Linked DNA regions of Mus musculus: region 1 is linked to region 2. The links are chromatin contacts, called in public promoter capture Hi-C maps. All regions are on one chromosome and are shown on one strand. Each heading gives the region's core, a stretch centred on a gene start, on an enhancer-like site or on the middle of the called end of the contact. The rest is flanking DNA. Distances are from core to core; before and after follow the strand shown. Region 1 overlaps Casp9 (caspase 9). Region 2 overlaps Zbtb17 (zinc finger and BTB domain containing 17).

Evidence for each region. Capture Hi-C pulls out chosen DNA fragments and counts their contacts.
Region 1: a promoter capture Hi-C map of liver shows a contact between it and region 2. The contact joins two enhancer-like sites. A contact is called at or near these places in 3 of 9 other capture datasets (embryonic stem cells, liver and pancreatic islet).

The regions. Positions count from the first base shown.
Region 1 is chr4:141,808,005-141,815,311 of GRCm38.p6, reverse strand. It overlaps Casp9 (caspase 9), which reads right to left. Exons shown (of 9, transcript NM_015733.5): 7 at 3,594-3,773; 8 at 2,996-3,105; 9 at 1-1,717. The coding sequence ends at 1,625. Cela2a (chymotrypsin-like elastase family, member 2A) reads left to right here. Exons shown (of 8, transcript NM_007919.3): 8 at 257-358. The coding sequence ends at 274. Among named protein-coding and RNA genes, the nearest start is that of Cela2a, 14 kb to the left of the region's middle. Within about 2 kb of position 5,686, at least 9 of the 459 cell types and tissues checked have an H3K27ac peak or open chromatin away from gene starts, as enhancers often do. A contact at or near this core is called in liver, where this site is marked.
Region 2 is chr4:141,451,639-141,458,461 of GRCm38.p6, reverse strand. The region is part of intron 2 of Zbtb17 (zinc finger and BTB domain containing 17); the gene reads right to left. Among named protein-coding and RNA genes, the nearest start is that of Gm42337, 6.1 kb to the right of the region's middle. Within about 2 kb of position 3,236, at least 167 of the 459 cell types and tissues checked have an H3K27ac peak or open chromatin away from gene starts, as enhancers often do. A contact at or near this core is called in liver, where this site is marked.

The sequences.
Region 1 (7,307 bases), core at 4,437-6,936, 350 kb before region 2:
CACAGAGAGACCCAGTCTCAGGGAAAACAACAACAACAACAACAACAAAGAAACAGACAACATGAAAAAAAAAAAACCAAAACATACCCATCGGTGCATTTGGCATGTAATGATTGGTGATTCCGGGCCTTCCTGGCCTGATACCCAAGCAGGATTCCGGGCTAAGACCCTTCTTGACCCCTCTTGGCCCTGAGAGTCACTGAACTCAATGCCCAGTGTTCCAGCTAACCTCCTCTCTCTCCTGTGTGTCCTGCAGGTGATGGCAAGGAACTAACTGAAGACATTACTGCCACTGTCCCCCTGGAAATGCCATAGAAAAGAAATAGTAATAAAGTAATTTAAGAATCACATCCTTGAATGAGTCTGTCTTCTTACCCCGATACCCTAACCTCGGGGCCCTGAAAGCAATGCTCTTTCAGGAGGAGATTGGGGCAGTGGGACAAGCTATAATCCTGGTACCCAGGAGGCAGTGGTATGGAGATTTTGTGGTCAGCCTGGGCTACAAAGTAAGACCCTAGCTCAAAAATAAACAAACAAGGCTTGGCACATCTACCATCTAAACTCAAGTGGACTTTCACAAAGCAAAGAGTAGAGGAAACCAGAAAGAAAGAAAAATAAGTGAAAGGCAGAATCGCTTTAAAGACAGGGGAGGGCACATTTTCAAGGAAGTCCCAGCACTTCAGTACTGCCTGGTCACTGCCACCTGGGGACCAGGCTCACTTAGCAAGGAAGACAATGGGAGATTGGGAGACCCCAAACAGCAGAGCTCTGTCCTGGTGTCCCCACTAGGGTAACCAAGATCCTTCAGACAGGAGACTTGATCTGTGGGGACTCCTGACTCCTATCTCGGTCACCTGCTGGGCTCGGGCAGGGACCTTGGAAGACACAGAGAAAAACGCAGGAAAAATCATGTCTCCTTTGTAAGAAGGACAGAGTTGGGGTAGGGACAATACAGGCTAAATACAGTCCTATTGCCGAAGATTTATTGTTGAAGAATAAATAATGTTCTCAAGGAAGAATTAGCCCTTCTGGTAACTTGGAAGAGATGCAGCCCAGATCCAGGTATGCACACTGGGCCAGCTGGACTTTGAGTCTGGAAAGGAGAGATGCATAGACCCCTGTGGTTGATGACCCCCCCCCGGGTGGGGGAGCAGAGAGGAGTGCTATAATGTCCCCCAGGGCACATGTGACAATGTCTGAAGACATTTTTGGTTGGCAGATCTCAGGAGGGGTGCTCCTGGCAGCTGGCAGGTAGAGGACAGAGACAGCTTAAAACCCTCTACAATACACGAGGCAGTCCCATGACAGGATTATACAACCGCACATGTCAGTAGTACAGTGGCAGAGAAGCCCTGTTCTTGAGAGGCCTGGGAGTCCCAGGGCACAATCCCTAACCACAGATGAAGGGGCCAGGCAGCATCCATTGCACTCCGGTCTTCTTCCGACCACTGCTCCACATTGCCCTACAACCTGAAAGCTGCTAGGAGCATGTTTGCATCGCCAAAGGGAAAGAGCAGCCTGCCCCAGTTCAAAATCCTATCTTAGCAGGACAGTTATGGCCTTGGCCAGCTCCAAGCCATGAGAGCTTCGGAGAGAATAATGAGGCAGAGAGCAGCCCCGAGCCTCATGAAGTTTTAAAAAACAGCTTTTTCCGGAGGAAGTTAAAACAGCCAGGAATCTGCTTGTAAGTCCCTTTCGCAGAAACAGCATTGGCAACCTGCAAAACAGAAGAACGGGGGTATCTGTGGGTGCAGTGTCCTTAGCTGACACAATGGCTGAGGAGGGCTCCCAAGGAGAGGGCCACTGAAGGGGCCATCTGAAGGCAATGCCACCTACAACATCCTGAGGTGGATTACAGAATAAACCCATTAGCTACTGTAAAAGAAGGGAAAATTCAAGGTTTGGTTTGGTTTTGGGCTTGGTTGTTTGATTTTGAGACAGGGTTTCTCTGTGTAGCCCTGGCTGACCTGGAAGTCGCTCTGTAGACCAGGCTGGCCTCAGACTCGGAGCTCTTCCTGCTTCTGACTCCAAAGTGCTGGGATTAAAGGAGTGTACCACCACCACCTGGTCAAGTTTTCTGATACATAAATCCACAGTTCTAATTGGACTGAAAGGTTGATGGGGCAAGAAACATGGGAGACAATGACCCAAAGAGCACATGTGTCTTTCTTGGCCCTTTAAGGTCCCGTCTCAGGACCAGAAATGACCCCTATAGCCCCACAGTGTGTATCTGAGCAAAGCAGTGGAAATTCTCAGGGTCCCAATGGGGAGCAAATGCTGGGGAAGGGGAGGGGCTGCTATGCCCTGAAGAGGGAGGGGCTGCTATGGACTAAAGTAAGAGGGGCTGTTATGCTCTGAAAGGGGGAGGTCTGCTGTGCCCTAAAGAGGGGCTGTTAAGACCTGAAGAAGGAGGGGCTATAATGCCCTGAAGCGGGAGGGGCTGTTATACCCCTCACTATTCATTCTCACTGAGGTCTGCAGGAAGGGCACACACTAGACAGAATCACAATACTTGAAGGTCAGGAGTCGATGACATGGGCTTGGGGGATGTAGCTCCACAGGCCCCTAGCACCGCATAAATTGGCTGTGTTGGCAACACCTGTAATCCCAGCACCCAGGAAGTAGAGGTAGGAGAATCAAAAAGTTCAAGTTCATTGCCCACTAAACAGCAAGTTCTAGGCCAGCCGGGGCTACAAGAGACCCTATAAAAAGAGAGCATGATGGGGACTGTCACGGTGTCCAGGCAACCAAGCTTTTGAGCCACCCCACCCAGAACTTAAGACCACTCTCATCTGGGACCTGGGTGTCTGTCTCTAAGTAGGCAGGGGAAGATGGCACTTTGCAAACAAGACCAATGTCATCACCATGGTTGCATTCCTCATTTGAGAGGCAAAACACTCCCTGATTCTCTGTCAGAGCCCATCAGCCTTTGAATCTGGCTAGGGCCTGCTGCCGTGTTCTCCAGGCCTCTCTGCCCTCAGGAAGAAGTGCTCACCCTGAGAAGGAGGGACTGCAGGTCTTCAGAGCGAGCCCACTGCTCCAGAATGCCATCCAAGGTCTCGATGTACCAGGAGCCACTTTTCTTGTCCCTCCAGGAGACAAAACCTACCGGAAGAGGAGAAAGGCTGAACCCTGCCGCCGAGCAGAGGGGCGGCGCAGTCGTTGGCAGAGTGGGCAGGCTGCGGCCAGAGCCAGACTGTGGCTCACTGGCACGGGGTGAGGGTGGCCCTAGCTCCTTGGCTCCCCGCTATCCCTTCACCTTCAACCCCACGTGTCTGGTTGTGCCTCTCCTTTTCTCAGCATGGAAATCAAGGTTCTGAGAAGTCAGGGGTCGCAAGAAGGTTGAAGGATGCACCCTACCAACGAGTGCCAGCCCCTGCTCTGAGGGAAGTGCCAGCCCCTTCCGCAGGATAGTCTACAGGACAACCTCAAATACTGCTCTTAATCTGCATGCCAATCTGAAGCCCTATTCACCTAAGTGGGGGCCATGGAGAGGTGAAGGAGCTGTGAGGGCCCCCTAGGCTGAGCCTGGCAGAAACAAGACCTCAGGGCAGAGCTGCCCTGGGTTGGGGGCGATGCACGCGTGAGCTCACCTGGGAAGGTGGAGTAGGACACAAGGATGTCACTGGGGGTAGGCAAACTTGACACAGCATCCAGCTGGTCCAAGGGCCTTGGGCCTTCCTGATAGGGGACAGCATCTGGCTCAGAGTCACTGTCCAAGGTCCTGCCTTGAGAGGAAGTGCAGGCCACCTCAAAGCCATGGTCTTTCTGCTCTGCAGGAAGCAAAAAGAACAGTCACCCAACATCACTAATGTCACTGCGGCACATGGTGATTCTCCTGAAAAGGGAAAAGCCTAGACCGGAAGGCTTCGCATGTGAACTGTGCCAATACAGGAAGGGAACATAAACAGATAGAACCAACGGAGCACACTTGTTTTGAGACAGGGTCTCACTTATGCAGCTCTGCCTAGCCTGGAATTCACTATGTAGACCAGGCTGGCCTCAAACTCACAAGAGATCCACCTGCCTCTGCCTCCCAAGTGCTGGGATAAAAGGCATAAATACAGTATTTATGTTTAATTGTGTGTGCACATGAGTATAGTTACCCACAGTGGCCAGAAGAGGGTGTCAGATCTCGCGTCAAGCTGCCCAAAGTGTGTACAGGGAACAGAAAGCTGCCCAACACTGGTGCTGGGGACTGACCAGGGTCCTCTACAGCAGTATGCACTTTAGCCACTGATGGATCTCTCCAGACCCTGGCTTTGACCTTTGATCACCATGTCTTGTCTTCCTCATGAGCTGAGATTACAAGTCTCTGCTAACAGGCCCAACCATCTGGACTTTTCGAGCTACCCCAATTATTTGATGGTACCCTGAAACAGAGACTCCAAACTATGCCGAATAGGAGGGCACTGACAAAATGGGACACAGTAGCACAGGCAGAAGCCTGGATCCTACGGGGAGGAAGGAGAGAAATGACTCCACAAAGATGCACACGTGTGAACATACATGCTAAGTTTTATGTAGTGTGTGTGTGGACACATACACACGTCACAGCTAACAGAATCTGTGTCAATGTGTACACCTCTTAAACCCACTATTTCCTATGAAAATAGCGCAACGTGGCCCAAGGCCCTCTACAGAGAGCCCTGACTAGTGTGAGCTGAAGGCCGTTATCACCTAAATGGCCACTGTTGGGAAGTGACACAAGAAAGCAGGAGAACGAGTCAGAGAAGGACATTAGCCACATGTGTATCCATGTGTCATCCTCTGTCTGCAAACTGCATGTGAAGCCGAGCCACAGATAAGGATAAACCTGTCTACATGCAAGTCTGGTCCCCTGTAACAACATACAGCAGGAGGCAGAACGTCCCCTCAGCAATGCCAGCCCTTAGCGGCTGTGGCTGACTGTGGCTGCTCTCTGCCTTCTCCGACTAAACTCTAAAATTCTGAAGAGGACTCTCCCCAGGATTGACAGCAGGACCTGTCTGAGCCATGCTGGGCTCTGGCCAAGAGTGTCACACTGTGTAACACACACACAACACCACACCCATTGCTGGCTCTGGGGGGACCGTTTTCTAACCTGGTTCTAGGCCACCACTTAACAAAGGGTAGGTAATGTGTTGCCCTTCAAACGAAAATGGTGACATTGAAAACAGCAACAATAGAGCCACCAAAATCCTGGGCTGGCATCTGCCTGTGACATCTGCATGTGTGTGTACAGGATACCAGCCAGGCCTGAGAGCAGATGTCACTGCTTAGGTTCGTAGGTGACATGGCACCACCATGTGGCAACACCATTAAACAGCAGGCCGTACTTCCTGGTTAAGACAAAGCTAGACAAATTCCACAAGAGGGAACAATTTTGGAGGGTAGACAGGATCTCATGTAGCCCAGGTTAGCCTGAAACTATTGTTTGGTCTCTCTCGATAGCTCTGGCTGTCCTGGGACTCACTATGAAGACTACGGAGCCTGGAACTCACAGAGACCCTTCTGCTTCTGCTTCCCAAATGCTGGGATTAGCCTTGTCAAGGAAGGGAGCACTGGGCAAGACTTCCTGGAGGCAATGGCAATAAATTGTAAGCAGGGGGACAGGAAGAATTGGGAGCTACAGAGGTGGCTCAGCAGGTGAACACACTGGGCGCTTTGAGAAGGCTGTGCTGAGGAAAGCGAGGGCAGGCACAGCGGCAGGGTCCAGGTCATCAAAGGCTTTGATGACCTTGCCAAGAAGTCTAAAGAGTAGCCCTGTTCATGTGTGTGGGACCAAAATCCTACTGGCTTATGAAAACAGGGTGGGGTTTGGGGGTGGGGAGACTGGGTGAGGTGACAAGCATGCAGCCCCGTCCTGGGAGCTGGCACCTACTCAGCTCTGTTTCTTGTTCCCTCTTCGACTTTCAGGGTTTGGGGTTGGAGCATCATCTCAGAGCAGAAATTGGGTGAACAAGAGGACATCTCCATGGCTGTAGGGGTACAGCCGCTTTCTCCCTAAGGTCAGTATGAGAGATAACAGCACTGAACAAGGGGGACATGCGGGGCACCCCTGATCCCTGGGAGTACTGGAGAGGGAGTATGTGGGATATCAGGGTTGTTTTGTCTTCTGGTTTTGGCTTGATTTGTGTTGGTTTGGGGTTTTCAAGGCAGTTTCTCTGTGTAGCCTTGGCTGTCCTAGAACTTCTGTAGACCAGGCTGGCCTCAAACTCAGAGACCTGCCTGCCCCTGCCTCCAAAGTGCTAAGATCAAAGGCATGCACCTTATTTATTTATTTTGAGATGGGCATTTAATTATTTATTCATTTATTTTTGAGATAGGCTGTGGTGAATATACCTGGCCTGTGGGAAGTGGCACTATTAGGAGATGTTAGAGCAGGTGTGGCTTTGCTGGATGAAGTGCATAATTGTGGGGGTGGGCTTTGAAGCTCTGCCGGGTATGTAAGAGACCCTCCTCCTAGCTGCCTGAGAGTCTCTTCTGGCTGCAGTTGGATCAAAATGCAGAGCCCTCAGCTCCATATCTGTCTCCAGCACCATATCTGCCTGGACGATGCCATGCTTCCTGCTATGATGTTAATGGACTGAACCTGAGGACCTGTAAGCCTGCCCCAGTTAACTGTTGTCCCTTATGAAAGCTGCCTTTGCCATGAGTCTCTTCTCAGCAGTGAAACCCTAACTAAGCCATAGGGTCTTACTGTACAGCTCTAGTTGGCCTGAAATTCACTATGAAGAGTAGGCTGGCACTGAACTCACAGAGGTCCACCAGTCTCTACCTTCTGTGTGCTGGGATTAAATGTGTGGGCTGGAGAAATGGCTCAGTGTGTAAGAACACTGTTCTTCCAGAGGTCCTGAGTTCAATTCCCAGCCAGCAACCACATGTTGCTTCACAACCATCTAAACTGGGATCAGAAGCCTCTTCTGGTATGCAAGTGTACATGCAGATAGAGCACTCACATATGCAAAGGAAATAAGTCTTTGTAGGGCAATACTTGGAATGTAAATTAATAATAATAATAATACTAATAATAATGATAATAATAATATGTCCATCACCACATCTTGACCACACCCTTGCAAGTCAGAGGTATGAAATAAAGGTGTTACCCAGGCATGGCTATTTACAGTGATCTTGTAAGTACAGAAGTTCAAATTCAAAGGTGATGTCTCTTAGAAGTCATTGAGAAGGAGGGGAGAAGGAGGGAGGAGGTGGTAGCAGGAGGTGGTGGCAAGAAGAGCAGCTAACACTTGAAGCTGTCCACCACATTGAAATCCGACAAGAATTCGAGAAGCCCTCACTGGAGCCAGCACCATGATTTTGTA
Region 2 (6,823 bases), core at 1,987-4,486:
TCACTGGCAGGCCCGGTCTAGCGTGAGGGGTGGCGCCACACCCCTGGACAGAAAGCAATCTCCCTCAGTCACACACTGAGCCTCGCTGGCTCCCCACAGACTGGCCAGTTCCAGCTTCCACACAGAGAGGTCACTACCATGTGCAGCTCACCTTTCCTGATCATCCAGAAGGACAAGTGGCTCAACAGATATAAGTACACTCAGACCAAGGAAGCAGAAGTTCACAAAGGCCTCCTTGGGAGGTTGAAAGCTATGCACCCAGCCCCACTACCAACCTGTCTCTGCATGTATAACCTGGCAGAGAATAACTATCAGCAATCCGCCTGCTACCACAGTGCTCCACAGTGTCCAGCAAATGCTCACCTTGTATTGAGACAGTTTCTCCCATTTTTAGCAGGTTTTCTCGATATACAGATGTATGTGTACACACACACACACACACACACACACACACACACACACACAATCCATCTAGAAAGATAACCCTTCTTCAGTGAATGAGGGGAGACAGTGCTAGGATCAAACCCAGGGCTCTAAGTGCCGGACCCCAGTCTCCTCGTCTAAGCACACGGAGCTTTATAGAAACTTCCAGGCCGGCTTGGAACTCCACCTCCCAACACATCACCCTCTACTGACAGTGCTACCCTGACCGAATGAAGTTTACCAGTCCTGAATCCGTAGTGTTTTCTGTAATTATAAAAAGCAAATTCCGGCCTGGCGTGGTGGCACACGCCTTTAATCCCAGCACTCGGGAGGCAGAGGCAGGCGGATTTCTGAGTTCGAGGCCAGCCTGGTCTATCTACAAACTGAGTTCCAGGACAGCCAGGGATATACAGAGAAACCCTGTCTCGAAAAAACAAAAAAACAAAAAACAAAAAAAAGCAAATTCCGGGCTGGAGAGATGGCTCAGTGGTTAAGAGCACTGACTGTTCTTCCAAAGGTCCTGAGTTCAAATCCCAGCAACCACATGGTAATGAGATCTGACGCCCTCTTCTGGTGTGTCTGAAGACAGCTACAGTGTACTTACATAGAATAATAAATAGATCTTTGGGCCCGAGCAAGCAGAGGTCCTGAATTCAATTCCCAGCAACCACAAGATGGCTCACAACTATCAGTACAGCTACAGTGTACTCATATACATAAAATAGCGGCTCAGGGACTGGAGAGATGGCTCGGCGGTTGAGAGCATTGACTGTTCTTCAAGAGGTCCTGAGTTCAATTCCCAGCAACCACATGGTGGCTCACAACCATCTGTAATGGGATCTGATGCCCTCTTCCGATGTGTCTGAGATAGTGACAGTGCACTCACATACATGAAATAAATAAATAAATCATCTTTAAAAAAAAAAATAGCGGGCTGGTGAGATGGCTCAGTGGGTAAGAGCACCCGACTGCTCTTCCGAAGGTCCAGAGTTCAAATCCCAGCAACCACATGGTGGCTTACAACCATCCTTAACGAGATCTGACTCCCTCTTCTGGAGTGTCTGAAGACAGCTACAATGTACTTACAATAAATAAATAAATCTTTTTAAAAAAAAAATAGCGGCTCAGACTCACTGTGCAACACAGACTAACCCTGACCTCACAGCCCTCCTCCTGCACCTCCCACTGCTGGGACAGCAGCTGGGTGCCACCAGGGCAGGCTGTCTACTGGGGGGTCTCACTCGTCCTCACAGCCATCAAGAGAGAGCAGAGCAGGCGCTGGCCTTTTGTTCACTTTCATTTCTTGAGACACAAGTCACATGAGTTCAGGCTGGCTTTGAACTTGTGATGGAGCCAAGGATGATCTTGGCCTCCTAGTCTTCCCATCTGACAAGCAGAGACCAGCATCCTCATACTGTTTGTCCCAACCTCTAGAACTACAAGAACTACGCCTGTTTAATCTGCCCAGCCCAAGGTACTCTGTTACAGCAATGCAGAACACAACTAAGAGCAAGATAAGTATTTGAGAAACAATCTGTGAACTTGGATGGGCAAAGATCAGTAGGGCAGCCCAGCTCCCTAACGGGCGCCTGTAGCTATCAACTGGTGACCCCGCAGCTCATAAAGCAGCCTGGGCACGGAGAACAAAGAGCAGGTGGCTTCATGCTCCTCTCTGCGCTCACCTGAGGGAAGCACTGTAGCTTTGAGCCTCCGCTCGAGGACGGAGATTAACCAGCAATGATGCCACATGTAAGGCGGTATCAATGCTGTGCAGAGTCGGGTAGAACTATCTGCCAGTCAGAGGAATGAGGAGGACCTCTCTGAGGAGGGAGAATTTAAACAAAGACCTGGAAGAAGGTGCAAGAGGAAGCTGCACCACTGCAAACCCAAGACCCAGGAACCAGTATGGCGCCATGGGCAGATGGCAATGCCCTTTCTTTCAAAGTTTCGTGCATGGTAACCATTTTACCCATTAAGGTACACCCAAGATTCTTCTAAAGACACTTTTCTTTAAAAGCCTTGGGAGAACTGAAAACTGACTGGCAATACTCTGAAAGGGCCAGGCAGCAGCTGAAGGACAAGTCAGGGAGCAAGAAAGCCAGCAGCCACTGCAGAGAGGACCATAGATTTGGTGGTCTGCAAGCTGGCAGCCATGCTCCAGTTAAGAGAGGCCAGCCTAGTCTACAGACAGGTCTACAGGAACAGTCAGGGCTACACAGAGAGACTGTCTTGAGAAAACAAACAGCAGCTTATGTAGGAGCTGACGTAATTAGCTGTTGCCGCAGCAGTGGGCTGTGAAGGGGAGAAGCGGTTGGGGGAAGCAGAGGAGGGCACACAAGTTCTGTCATGAGAAGCTGGCATGGGGGCATATTCCCTGAGGAGAGGAGAAACAAGAGCCCATGGAAAATCACAACCTTGTCAGGCAACTGCAAGTACTAAAGGAGGGGACAGTGGATAAAACAAGAAGCAGGCCAGCATATGGCTAGGGGCTAAGGGCGCTTCTGTCAGCCTGGTGACCTGAGTTTCACCCCCCACAGTACACATGGCCCGACCGAACCAACCCCAGCCAATTATTCTCTGAACCCTACATGTACATTATAGCACACACACGGACACACATACATACATACGCACACACACACACACACACACACGCACACACACACGCACACAAACATATAAATGTATTTTTTAAAAAAGAAAAGAACGAGGGAAGAGTGTCAGGAAGCGAACGTGCAGGGACAGACTGGGCTGTGCCAGCCAAGTTGGGGCACGGCTTATCCTCCACAGGCCACGAACAGCCAGCAGACCAGAGCCTGCCAACTGATGGCTGCAGCTGCCTCGGTCGGCTGGCAGAGTGCTTCTGTAGCATGTGCAAAGCTCTGGGTTCAATCCCCAGCACTGTACAAACCCCAGTGTCAGGTCATTCCCAAAATCCTCACTACAGAGTCTGAGGCAAGCCTGGGCTGTCAGAGGCCCTGCCTTATAAATAAATAAAGCTGACATGACAAAGTTTTCAACAGAATGGCTGGAACCTGAAAAACTGTTAACAGCCCCCTGCTGACACTGGAAGAGCTTAGTCTCCGGCCCTCCACAGACCACCTCAGAACAGGGAAGCACCTCTCCCTTGAGGGGCTCGAGGCCCCTGCCTTGTTCAGCACGGTCCTGAGCACTTCGCTGCTGAGTCACAGTGTGACTGAATCATGCTCTGAGAGACACCCACATCCTGCAGGGCTCCAGAGAAGAAGAAAAAACAGTGAAGGCCCTCCTCTCAAAAGGAGCTCACGGGGACACTTGCCCAAAACCTTGCTGTCTTACCACTTAAAGAGGAAAACAGAGGAAGTTACAGAAGAAGGGGGTGGACTAGTCTGGGTATTTCCGCAGTCAGAGACCTTTTCTATCACAAAACCTTTAAGGTATTAAGGGTGTGTCCCGACACTCACCAGGGGTTGGTACCACAAGGCTGGTGTAGAAGACACCTGTAAAACCTGAGCACCAGAAGGCACAGGGCAGAGCAGTGACGTTAGTTCAAGGCCAGCCTGAGCTATCCTGGGAGGCTCTGTGTCAAAATTACAACAAAAAACATTTCCTACTTTCTGTAAGACCTGGTGACTAAAAATTTCTCAATAGAAAAAAAAAAAAAAAAAAGTACTTGAGAGGCAGAGGCAGGCAGATTTCTGAGTTCGAGGCCATCCTGGTCTACAAAGTGAGTTCCAGGACAGCCAAGGCTACACAGAGAAACCCTGTCTCAAATCACAAAGGATGCGATACTCCGTTAGATTCTGGGAGCAGAAATCCCTAAAGAAGATGTCCCCAGAGTAATGGACCCTCAGCATCAGGTACAGATGAAGCCCTGATATTGTGAAGAGCCTGCCATTGCTGGAGCCACAGCTCCTGGGCTTAGCTGCAGCTCAAGGCTTGTAATTAAACAGAGCTGGTCCTTGGGCAGCAGCATACACATCTCTAAACTCCATTCTTTTCTGTAAACCAGGGATAACAATGAAGGCTTCTACTTCATACAGCTGCTCTTGGGCTCTAGCATTATGATACTAAAATACATAAAGCCACGCTGGAGCAGTGACGGCCGGAGACCAGGGAGGAGCCCACTACCCAGGGGCTCACCTCTTCTACCAGATACAACATGAGGCCTCAGTGCTTGAGATTTAATGGGATGCCACCACCCCCTTTCTAAAAATCACATGACTTGCACAAGCAAAGAGGCTTCACTGAGAAAAGACACAGCATGGCCATCCCACAGAGAAAGGACACCAACTGTCACCTGTAGTCTATGATCTCATTTTCCTTTAGAGCTGAATGGTATTCCATCACACACACACACACACACACACACACACACACACACACACACACACACACACACACGAGCGAGTGCTACTGCTGTGACGGCCCAGCCAAGCTTGATGGCATGATGCTATTGATGAAGATCACACATGCTCTGGCTGCAGGACAGGAGAAGCCAAGCTGGACTGAGACAGAAGCCTCCTCCCTGCTGGCTAGCCCACCCTCGTGGAGTCAGAAGGTGCTCCTGGGGACTCCTGGGAGACTCCTGGGGAGAGCAGTCAGCCCTGGCTGGCCGTGCTCAGCTCTGGAACGTCCCTAAGGAACACACTCCTCACTGAGCAGCAAGAAGGGCCCACTGCCGTACCAGTGCGAGTCTATTATGGGTAACCAAAAGCTTCCTGAGTGGCTGAGATGCTTCCCAGGAGGGAACTCACGCTTGGTGCTGGAATCCTGGTCAGAAGCTTGGGGCTGGAGAGGTCAGAGGGAAGCCGCTGCCGCCACTTTACTACGTGGATTAGACATGGCACTAAATTCCCTTCCAAATACCTATGCTACTGCCCAGAGACCGCTGCCGCCGTCAGAGAAGGTTCTTTGGAGCGACTCCTAATGTGTGCACGTGAGGAAAGTCAGCCACAGCTGGGTACCTGCATCACCCTTCGTGGGAGGGGAGGACAGAAGGGATGTAAGAGCCTGAGGAGGGTGAGGGCTATGGATCATGACACGGCCCTGGCACTCCTGTGCTCACAAAGCTGTGACCACCGGACCCATCAACATCCTGCGATGGAGAGAGGAGGGGCTTGTGAGGTGCCAGCCCTCTGAGGGTCATAAGACACTAATGGTCCCTGTAAATAACTCCTCACCCGTGTTCCTGTAAGCAACCTTAATTACACTCACTGGGTTAAAGAGGAGGGGGGAGAGGGAAGGAGCAGGTATGAAATGGGGGGAGGGGTATAAAAGCAGAGGACTAGGTGCTAGGAAGAAGGGGAGGGAAAGAGGGAGGGGACATGATGAGACACAGTGTGCACATGTATGAGGTGAGGAATGAAATCATTACATATAACTAACATGTGCTGACACATGTGTCCCGCACACTGCACTCTCAGCACGTGGTAGGGAAGGCTGGACAGTCAGGAACTCAAGGCCAGGTCAGACCTCGCAACCTCATCTCCAAAGAAAAAAGAGCAGAGTAACACCTGGTGGCCCTCAGTGTGACACGCCTTCTTCAAGTGCAGACTTTTCCTGGGCTTTTGTTCTACATAAGATTGAGTGCCAAGGTCCCTTCTAGGGTGGTTAAGATTTAATAAATGTTAAAGGACCGAGTCCACTCATGAGTGTGACTCCGACCAGCACATGAAGTAGGGCAGAAGCCTGAGTGAGGACAGTGTGAAACAGTCGCCAGCACTCAGCGACTGTTTTAACTTTATATTGTCTTAGGGCTGCCAACAGTTCCAGGTCATGGTGATGTACACGTGTAATGCCAGGGCTTGGCGCTGAGGCAGGAGGACAAGGAGTTCAAGGACAGTCTGGTCTCTGCAGCAAAATCCTGCCTCAGAAAACAAAATCCAGAAGCCAGAGTGGTGGGACCTTTAATCCCAGTACCCGGGAGGCAGGCAGATACCTGGACACCGGCCTGCTCTACAGCGTGAGTTCTAGACCAGCCAGGGCTATGCAGAGAAACCCTGTCTTAGAGATACCCAAACAAACAACAAAAAACCAGGCCTGGAGAGGCAGCTTGGGGCTTTCAGAGCCCAGGTACAATCACCAGCAGGGACATGGCAGCTTATAACCACTTATAACTTCAATCCAATGCCCTCTGATCTCTACAGGCACTAAACACACATGGTACCCAGTCATACATGCAGGGGAAATACCCATACACACAAAATAAAATAAAAAACAAGAAACAAAGCCAGCCAGGAATGAGGGCACACACCTGTAACCACTGTATTTGTGAGGCAGAGGCAAGAAAGACAACTGAGCTGGGCAGTGGTGGCACCTTTGATCCCAGCACTTGGGAGGCAGAGGCAGGCAGACTCTTGAAATTCTAGTTCCAGGCCAGCCAGGGCTACACTGAGAAACTCTTCCTAAAAGAGAAAGA